2 separate regions of the Sus scrofa genome follow, and region 1 is linked to region 2. A link is a contact called in public Hi-C data. All regions are on one chromosome and are shown on one strand. Each heading gives the region's core, a stretch centred on a gene start, on an enhancer-like site or on the middle of the called end of the contact. The rest is flanking DNA. Distances are from core to core; before and after follow the strand shown. Region 1 overlaps ARID1B (AT-rich interactive domain-containing protein 1B). Region 2 has its middle 62 kb from the start of TMEM242.

What was found. A called contact is a pair of places that touch in the nucleus more often than the background predicts.
Region 1: a Hi-C map of subcutaneous adipose tissue shows a contact between it and region 2, with 2.2 times the contacts expected there. The contact joins two enhancer-like sites. A contact is called at or near these places in 16 of 47 Hi-C or Micro-C datasets (alveolar macrophages, blood, embryonic fibroblasts and 12 more).

Annotation. Positions count from the first base shown.
Region 1 is chr1:9,873,137-9,877,486 of Sscrofa11.1, reverse strand. ARID1B (AT-rich interactive domain-containing protein 1B) reads left to right here. Exons shown (of 21, transcript XM_021071898.1): 7 at 3,950-4,129. Among named protein-coding and RNA genes, the nearest start is that of TMEM242, 210 kb to the right of the region's middle. Within about 2 kb of position 2,851, at least 6 of the 83 cell types and tissues checked have an H3K27ac peak or open chromatin away from gene starts, as enhancers often do. A contact at or near this core is called in retroperitoneal adipose tissue and subcutaneous adipose tissue, where this site is marked.
Region 2 is chr1:9,727,872-9,732,002 of Sscrofa11.1, reverse strand. No RefSeq gene overlaps it. Among named protein-coding and RNA genes, the nearest start is that of TMEM242, 62 kb to the right of the region's middle. Within about 2 kb of position 1,577, at least 21 of the 83 cell types and tissues checked have an H3K27ac peak or open chromatin away from gene starts, as enhancers often do. A contact at or near this core is called in retroperitoneal adipose tissue and subcutaneous adipose tissue, where this site is marked.

The DNA of each region.
Region 1 (4,350 bases), core at 1,602-4,101, 140 kb before region 2:
CCAGAGCAACCCTGTGAGGTAGATATATTTGTCCCTACTTTACAGATGAGGAAACCAATAGTAGACCTGCAGATTCCTATCTTTAGGATGAAACATAGAAATATTTCTTTTTTCATTAACTTCTGTCCTCTAGTTTTTCATCAATTTGTTTAGATTAGGATGGTGTTCAGAAATCTTTAAAAAATATGATTATACCATAATGGAAGGCTTTTTTAGCAGAATTACTTCTGGCATTTAATTCTGATCATATATTACATCTCACTATACGTACCACCTTAACTGGTTTCCTAACTTTTAGCCTTTCTCTCCTTCAGTCTTTCTTCATGCTGCATATTACGGTAGAATTAGCTTTCAAAAATGCAAATCAGATCACACTGCTTTCCTGCTAAGACTGTATACAGCCTTTCCCAGTGTTAATCAGACTGATGGACCAGTTTTCCATAGGACTGCAGATACAAGAGTTTTGGTGAAGCACACAGCTATTTATTATGGTAATGGGAGCTGAATCTGCAAGACGCAGTTGCCAACAGCAAAGTGGGCCAATAGAATAAGGAGTTGTAGAAAAGAAGTCAAAACTGTTGTAAAACAGACTGTTCACCTTTACTCATGATGACGGAAATACATACTCTAACATAAACAAATTATAACATATCCCTGAAAGAATGTATTAAAAACCATTTGCCTTTGGTGAGGGGATCTCAGTGGTAGGAGGTGGGGATATATGTCCTTTTAACCTTTTGTAATTTGTAGAAAGTTACACATATTTATTTATTTTTATTTTATTTATTATTTTTTAATGATTTTTATTTTTTCCATTGTAGTTGGCTTATAGTGTTCTGTCCGTTTTCTACTGTACAGCAAAATGACTCAGTCACACACACACACATACACATTTTTTTCTCACATTACTCTCCATCATGCTCCATCACAAGTGACTAGATACAGTTCCCAGTGCTCTACAGCAGGATCTCACGGCTTATCCACTTGGATCCCACATATTTAAATAACAAACAAATGTAGAAAGAAAAACTAGCTTGTTCATTCTAGTTGGAAACTACATCCGCATGTGAGATATTCAGGAGCTAAAAGATACAGCAGTTTATGGACCAGAAAATTACCATCCTCATGTCCTTGAGTGTCATATTTCTCGTTGCAGACCCTCTCACGTGCTGTCTCGGTTGACTCTACAACAGCCTCATCTGCATTTAAGATGAGGAAACTGGAGTTCTCATTGCGGCACAGTGGACACAAATCTGACTAGTATCCATGAGGATGCCAGTTCAATCCCTGGCCCCGCCCAGCGGGTTGGGGATCTGGCGTTGCTGTGAGCTGTGGTGTAGGTCGCAGACATGGCTTGGATCCTGTGTTGCTTTGGCTGTGGTGCAGGCCGGCAACTGGACCTCCAGTTCGACCCCTAGCCTGGGAACTTCCATATGCCACAGGTGTGGCCCTAAAAAGCAAGAAAAAAAAAAAAAAAGATGGGGAAACTCAGTCTCAGACAAATGATGACTCACCTAAGGGGTCACACAGCTCCTTTGATGAGTACACACGCTACAGTTTATCCATGTACCCGTCTGTCTCCCCTCCTAGATTCTGAGCTAGCGACAGGAACAAGGCTGTGATCTAGGCCTTCTACTCCCAGCTGACTGCCAGTAGATGATTATAGCTCAGAAGAGTCAGGGAAATTATGTCACCTCCTTTCATTGTCTTGGGAAATACATGGAAAAGGATGAGTCTCACCAAAAATATAAAACAAGATTTCAGGAACCTCTTCTTGTAAGTGGTGCTATTGCAAAACCGTACAGAGAGGAAAAAATTATCTTTCCGATCCTAATTTCTATGGAAGGAGATGGATTCCATGCTCCATAAAACCTTATCTCTAAGTTGTGGATGGACTCTGATTCCATTTGGATTAGCTTTAACACACTACCTCTTCTGGAGCCTTGTCTCAGACTTGATTTTCTGCAAAATTCCAGTGATGAGTGAGATAGTTCAAGTGGATCATGGTCGCTGGGTGGGGGGAGTTTGTGGGGGGGGGGTGTGTGTTTAAGGACTGAGTAAAAAGTTAGAAATAAAGAAACAACTTGTTGAGATAAGAATCCTCAGAAGTCATTTGAACAAACCTTAAGCCTATATATACACACACACTAAGTGTCTCAGAGCAGCAATAACTTAAGGATGTGCTGTATCATCAGAGGTTCTAAGTCCTTCACATGGACACTTTCATGGTTGAAGTTGAAATTTGATGCTAAAAAAAAGGACGCGTTTTGTTTTCCTTAAACTAATGAAAAAGAAAACAGTCATTCTCCAAAAGAAAGAAGAAAAACTTACACAATCTGCGTGGAATTTCAACATGTTTTTTATTAAACAGGACTCTACGTGAAACTCTTGAGAATTTTATAGTAAGGCTTAGATAAATATTTCATGTTACATCTTAAGATGGAATCATTTATAGTAATTTTAGCGCTCTGATTTCTGTTTGTTTTCAGATTTGAAAAAGCAAACATTTTCTGTGATGATTTATATCTGGGAGCTGCCAATTGAGCCCAATTTCACAAGACTTATCTTTATAAATAAATGAAGTAGGCTAATAAGGAACAGCTCTACTTAGTTGTATTTTATGTCTATCTCTTTAGACAGAAGCCGTGTTGGAAGTTTTTTTTTTCTTTCCTTACTGAAATGTAAATCACGGCCTTTGTAAACACCCTTCTTGACTTAACCCCCTAAATTTAAGCTGACCTGGGATCCTCGGGAGACCCTCTCTGGAAGCTGCTGCTCTCGGTCCCCCTGTGGAGGAGGCCGAAACCTGCCCGCCCGCGCTCTCCCTGTGCCAGAGCCCTCAGCCGACAACCATGAACTCTCACCGACTCCAACTCCCGGGTTCTGGGAGCTGTTCTTCACACTGCCCTGTATCAGTTTGCTGACTTGCTGATTTGTCTGTGTCTTGATTTGGGGTATTCTTTGTCTAAACGCGTATTCGCCCTTCTTCTCTGAACCACTGTTGATGGGGCTGGACCTTGACCTTAGAGTCCTTTGCCATTTAAAGACGCATTTGCTTTCTCCATTTGGACGACTACCTGCCAGCCCCTCCTCTGCTGTGCTCAGCGCTCGGGGAGCACAGGGGAGTTTAAGGCTCGTTCATTCCGCCCGTGGATGCTGAGGCTGCCTCGGGCCCTGACGATGCAGCGGGGAGCGTGGCGTGATCCGCGCCTTCATGGGGCTTACGCTTCAGTGTGGGCGACAGAGGTTGAGTTGAATCAGAAATAAAGTACGATGACTGCAGCTTATGAAACGTACAGTGGGGAAGAGAGTGAGGGCGGGGAGTGGCGCAGGCAGGGAGGGCGGCCCAAGGGAGCGGGAGAGGAATCTCAGGGAGGGAACAGGAGAGGGCGGAGTTGGGGAGAAGAAGGCAGAGTGGGTTTGGCCTTCTTCGGACCCTGCTGGTTCACAGCTCACCCCTAAGGGACAGTCGGTGTCAGGTGGTGAGGCTGCAGCATGGTAACAGCCAGGGTGATCAGAGGGGAGAAAAGCAGGTTTGGCCTGGGGAGTGCCGGGTGCAGGCCTGGGCCTGGGAGAAGGCTGGGGTGTGTGCGGGCCGGGGCCTCACAGCCCAGACAGCGGGAAGTGGGCAGAGGCCCGAGGGTGCACAGCCTGTCTGGCCCGCAGGACGGAGCTTGAGAGTGCGTACGCTTAGCCGCCCTTCCTCCCTCCCGCCTTCCCCTCGTTCAAGTGCACAATCCGTCTGGGTTCCCAGGAACTCCGATGAAAGAGCCTCCAGGCTCAGGACTAGGGTAGCCCAGGGGCCCTGTCACGTCCTCCGTCTCGGGTTGGAGATGTCTCAGATGTTCTTTACGAGAATCCTGCCAGCCTCCTCACATCCCCCTCCCACACAACTCCGTGTCCACTTTTGTCACCTGCATTTATGTATTTCCCTTTATTTCCCACGTAGGTTTTATGGCAGGCACACAAAGAAACCCTCAGATGTCTCAGTATGGAGCTCAGCAGACAGGACCATCCATGTCGCCTCATCCTTCTCCTGGAGGCCAGATGCATCCCGGAATCAGTAGCTTTCAGCAGAGTAACTCAAGTGGGACTTACGGTCCACAGATGAGCCAGTATGGACCACAAGGTAAAAACGTTCCTACAAAATGCATTGCAGTAGGTTGTAGAAATTTTAATATCTTGGTCCTTCAAGACCTTAATATGATAAACGTCTTTTAAGATCCCGTTATTTGTTTCCTGGCGCATTTGTGAGGTTAATGCAACCCCACGGTCCTTCGTTGCCCATGGTGATGGGAAGAATAATTATAGCAGCTATTCATTAAGCATTCATGCAGCAGACACTGCGGT
Region 2 (4,131 bases), core at 328-2,827:
TTGTCACCAGCTCTTTCATGTCGCCATGTCCCAGCTGAACGGGCAGGGCCTGGCAGTGACCAGTCGAGGTCATGTCTCCTGGCTGTGAGGCTCTTGGGCCCCAAGGAAGATTTGAGGACCATCTGGAACAGGGGTCCGGAGCTTGGCCCTGTTGACCTTTGAGGTGCCTAGTTTACTTCCGGGGGCTGTCCTGTGCTTCCTGGGCTGCTCAGCAGTAGCTCTGGCCTCCATCCACTAGGTGCCAGCAGCAAACCCCCAAGTCACCACAATCAGACGTTGCCAAATGTCCCCCACACCCACACCGCTCCCAGAGAACCACCGAGCTGGAGGCCCATCCTTCCCAGCCCAGATGCAGAAAGGAAGAATGTTCCTTTGTGTGTCCACGTGCTTTTGTTTTTTGTTTCTGGAATTTAGTCACAGGCGAGAGGAGAGCTGCTCTAAAAGGGCAGAAGTGTTTCGGGAGAAAGGGGGCGGGCGTGGGAGGCTCCTCAAAAAGAGAAACCCAAGCCCTGAAGCCCCTGGCCCGGCAGCCAGGCAAGACCTTACCTGCCCAGCTGACAGAGGGCGAGGGCAGTGCCAGCCTTGGGGACAGGTGTCCATGACGTGACTGCTCCTCAGAGGTCCCCAGAAAGAGCCCTGGCTGGCCCCGGGCCTCCCAGATGCGTGTGCAGCTGCCACCTTCGTGGTGAGCTGCTCTGCGGGTCGTTGAGCGGGACAGCAGGTCACAGAGGTCCTGGGAGGGCACGGTTCCTATTTGGAGAAAGATGATACATCCATGTGCACACACGCAGGGCACGCTGGGTTAACACGGCTACTGACAGCAGCTGGGACTTCAGGTTTTCTTTCACTTATCAGTTTTCTCAGTTTTGTACCTTGAGCACTGTAGTTACTGGCCAGGGTGGGGGAAAAGCCACTCGAAAAAGTGGAGACAAGGCAAAGACTTGGGAAGGGGCTCGTAAAACCAAATCGCAAGAAACACCGCCAGAGTCACAGCGGCAGTGAGGGAGGGCCCTGCTCGCGATGGGGTGAGGGCGCCCCCAGGGCTGTCCCGGGAGGGGGCTGGAGAGGGAGCCTGCAAATAAGGGACCGGGGCGCGCGGGGTTGGACCGGGTCCGGGTGCGGCTGGGAGTCTGGTCCTGAAGACGCAGACAGTGCAGGTCGTTGATGACCGCGTCCAGCCCAGCAGTCCGGGCCTGGGGCAGGGTTTGGGGGGCGCGCGGGACCACGTGGCCACGGCCACGGCTCTGGGACGCGGGGCTCAGAGATGTGCCGCGTGGGCGCGAGCCCCGGTGCCTCGGGGTCTAGGGAGTGGAGGCGGCAGGAAGAAAGAGAGCGGCGTTCGGGGACCGAGCAAGCGAGGCTCGGGGACCGGGCTGGGCGCCCGCCTGAGGCTAAAACGAACCTGCGCCTCAGTCACCGTGTCCCTAGATGACGGTCGCGGCTCTGCCGCCCCACCCTGAGTAGGCCAGACCTGGCCACCGGGAGGGCCGAGCCCCGCACCCTGGCCTCTCGACGGCGCCGGGCTGCCCCTGCAGCTTGTCCCGGAGACCGGCCCGGCACAGACCGCGATGCGCCGTGGTCACCGAGCTCCGTCGCCCTCTGCTGGAAGAAGCGTGAAGTGCAGCCTCAGGGCGGCCCCGCCGTCCCATCCAGCCGGAAATAACGCCGAGGGATTGAGGACACAAATGTGGGAAGACTGGAAAGGGGCGCCTGGTGGGAGTGGAGACTGATCGTAGAGGGAGGGGGCCTTCGGGGAGCATCAGGGGAGAGCGGGAGAGGCTGACTTCTGCGTCCTACAGGGTCCCCGAGGTGGGCACATTTGCCCAGCATCTGCTGCGTGCAGGTTGCCGGGGTCGGCACGTGGAGAGGGACAGCCAGGCAAACAGTGGGATGGGGACCGGTTGCACGTGGCTTCGGGAGAAAGGACAATTAAAGAGCGGGCTTTGCGTCGGCTCGGAGATGTGGTGCAAACGAGAGAGTCGTATCCATTTCCTGCGGCGGCGGCTGGGAACAAAGGAATTATTCTCCCAGAGATTTACTCTGGCGGCTGGCAGTCCAGAATCCAGGTGTCAGGAGGGTCGTGCTCCCCCTGAAGGCTCGGGGCGGTGGGGGGGGGGGGGAGAATCTGTCCTGAGCTTTTCTCTTAGGCTCTAGTGTCCTTTCTCTTGGGCTCTGGGGCTCCCTGAAGTCCTTGCCATCCCTGGACTTGTACACAAGTCACTTTTAATCTCTGCAGCCCTGTGAGGCCACACGGCCATCTTTTCTCATATGTTGGTGTCTCTTCTCTTCGTAAAAGGACACCGGTCCTATTTGATTATACCTACAAAGTCCCTATTTCCAAATAAAGTCACCTTCCCAGGTACTGGGGTTAGGGGTGGGACGTATCTTTTAGAGTGTACACGATTCAACCCCTGTCACGCCTGTGGGGTGAGCAGGAAGGGCCAGAGGGGAGCTTGGGCTTCAGAGGCAGAGACAAATGGCGAGCTCCTGATGCTCTAATCTAATCTGAGTGGTTCCTGGCAGGCAGGAGCCTGGCTGGAGACAGGCTTCAGGAGGTGGGGCTGGGATTCTGGGGAGGAAGTCAGGGCGCTTCTACTTTCCCGCCTGGAGACTGGACTTGAGGGCTGCTTGCGTGTTTAGATCAGCCAGTGCACAGTAGGCAGTGGTTTTTTAGTCTCAACATTTTAGAAAAAGCTCCATTTTTTTCTAGTTAGAGAGTAAGTCATGGTCCCTGAAGAAAAAAAAAGAAAATCAGTCCGGAAGAGTATAAAGATTTTAAAAATCACTGGAACCTCACACCCAGCCTGTATATAGATGTATATATCTAACAGCCGTGGTGACGCTGTTCACGGTGAGAATAATGCCACAGAGCCAACCTTTCTGCTGTGACTTTTTGCCAGCACTTTATAAATTTAGTTTTGTTGATTCTTTTTTTTTTTTTTTTTTTTTTTTGTCTCTTTGCCTTTTCTAGGGCCGCTCTTGCAGCATGTGGAGATTCCCAGGCTCGGGGTCAAATTAGAGCTGTAGCTGCTGACCTACGCCAGAGCCACAGCAACGCAGGATCTGAGCTGTGTCTGTGACCTACACCACAGCTCACAGCAACGCTGGATCCTTAACCCACTGAGCAAGGCCAGGGATCAAACCCGCAACCTCATTGTTCCTAGTCAGATTCATTAACCACTGCGCCACGATGGGAACTCCTAGTTTTGTAGATTCTTTTTAGGAAGGCTATTCTTCCTTCAAAATTTGACCCACAATTAGGATCGATTAGAATCCATGCTGCCTCTGCAAGTGGCAGGTGCTTTGCTCGTGTGGCCAGGAGGATGAGGAAAGTTCCCGAGGTCAGCCCAGGGGGGCTTGGGGAGAAGCAGGAGACCCAACCAAGGTCAATAACGGTCACCCCCAGAAGAACCAGCCTGTGGGAAGGATGGGAGTCACACTTGGAGTGCAAAGGCCCAGAGGAGAAGGAATATTCCCTGCTAGCTAAGAATATTCCCCAAGTTTAAAAAAATATCTGTTAAGATTTAGGTGAAGGGGAGTTTCTGTTGTGGTACACAGTAACAAACCCAATAACATCCATGAGGATGCGGGTTCGATCCCTGGCCCAGTCAGTGGGTTAAGGATCTGGCATTGCCATGAGCTGTGGTGTAGGTTGCAGACATGGCTCGGATCCTGCATTGCTGTGGCTGTGGCGTAGGCCAATGGCTGCAGCTCTGATTTGACCCCAAGCCTGGGAACCTCCATGTGCCATGGGTGCAGCCCTGGAAAAAAAATTTTTTTTTAAAGCAAAAAGCAAAAAAAAAAAAAAAAAGATTTAGGCAAGGTATTTCTGGCAGTCACTACTCAAATTTACAATGTTTACAAACTGCTTTCCCTTGAAAAGTTCTCAGTTGTGAGAAGCCAGGATTACAGCAGCCCAGGGTCTTTCACAGAAACAGAAATTTTAAAACGTGTCAGTGCATGAAATCTTTTGTGTTGAATTTATCACAGAACTCCAGGTCAGGACTTCAGATGACTCCTGAAATAAGAAAGGGACAATGAGAAGATTTCAGGGGTATTTATTTTATTTACAACTTTACACCCAGTCAGCCTCTGAAAAAGACTTGAGGCTGCTTCCACCACGTGTACAAG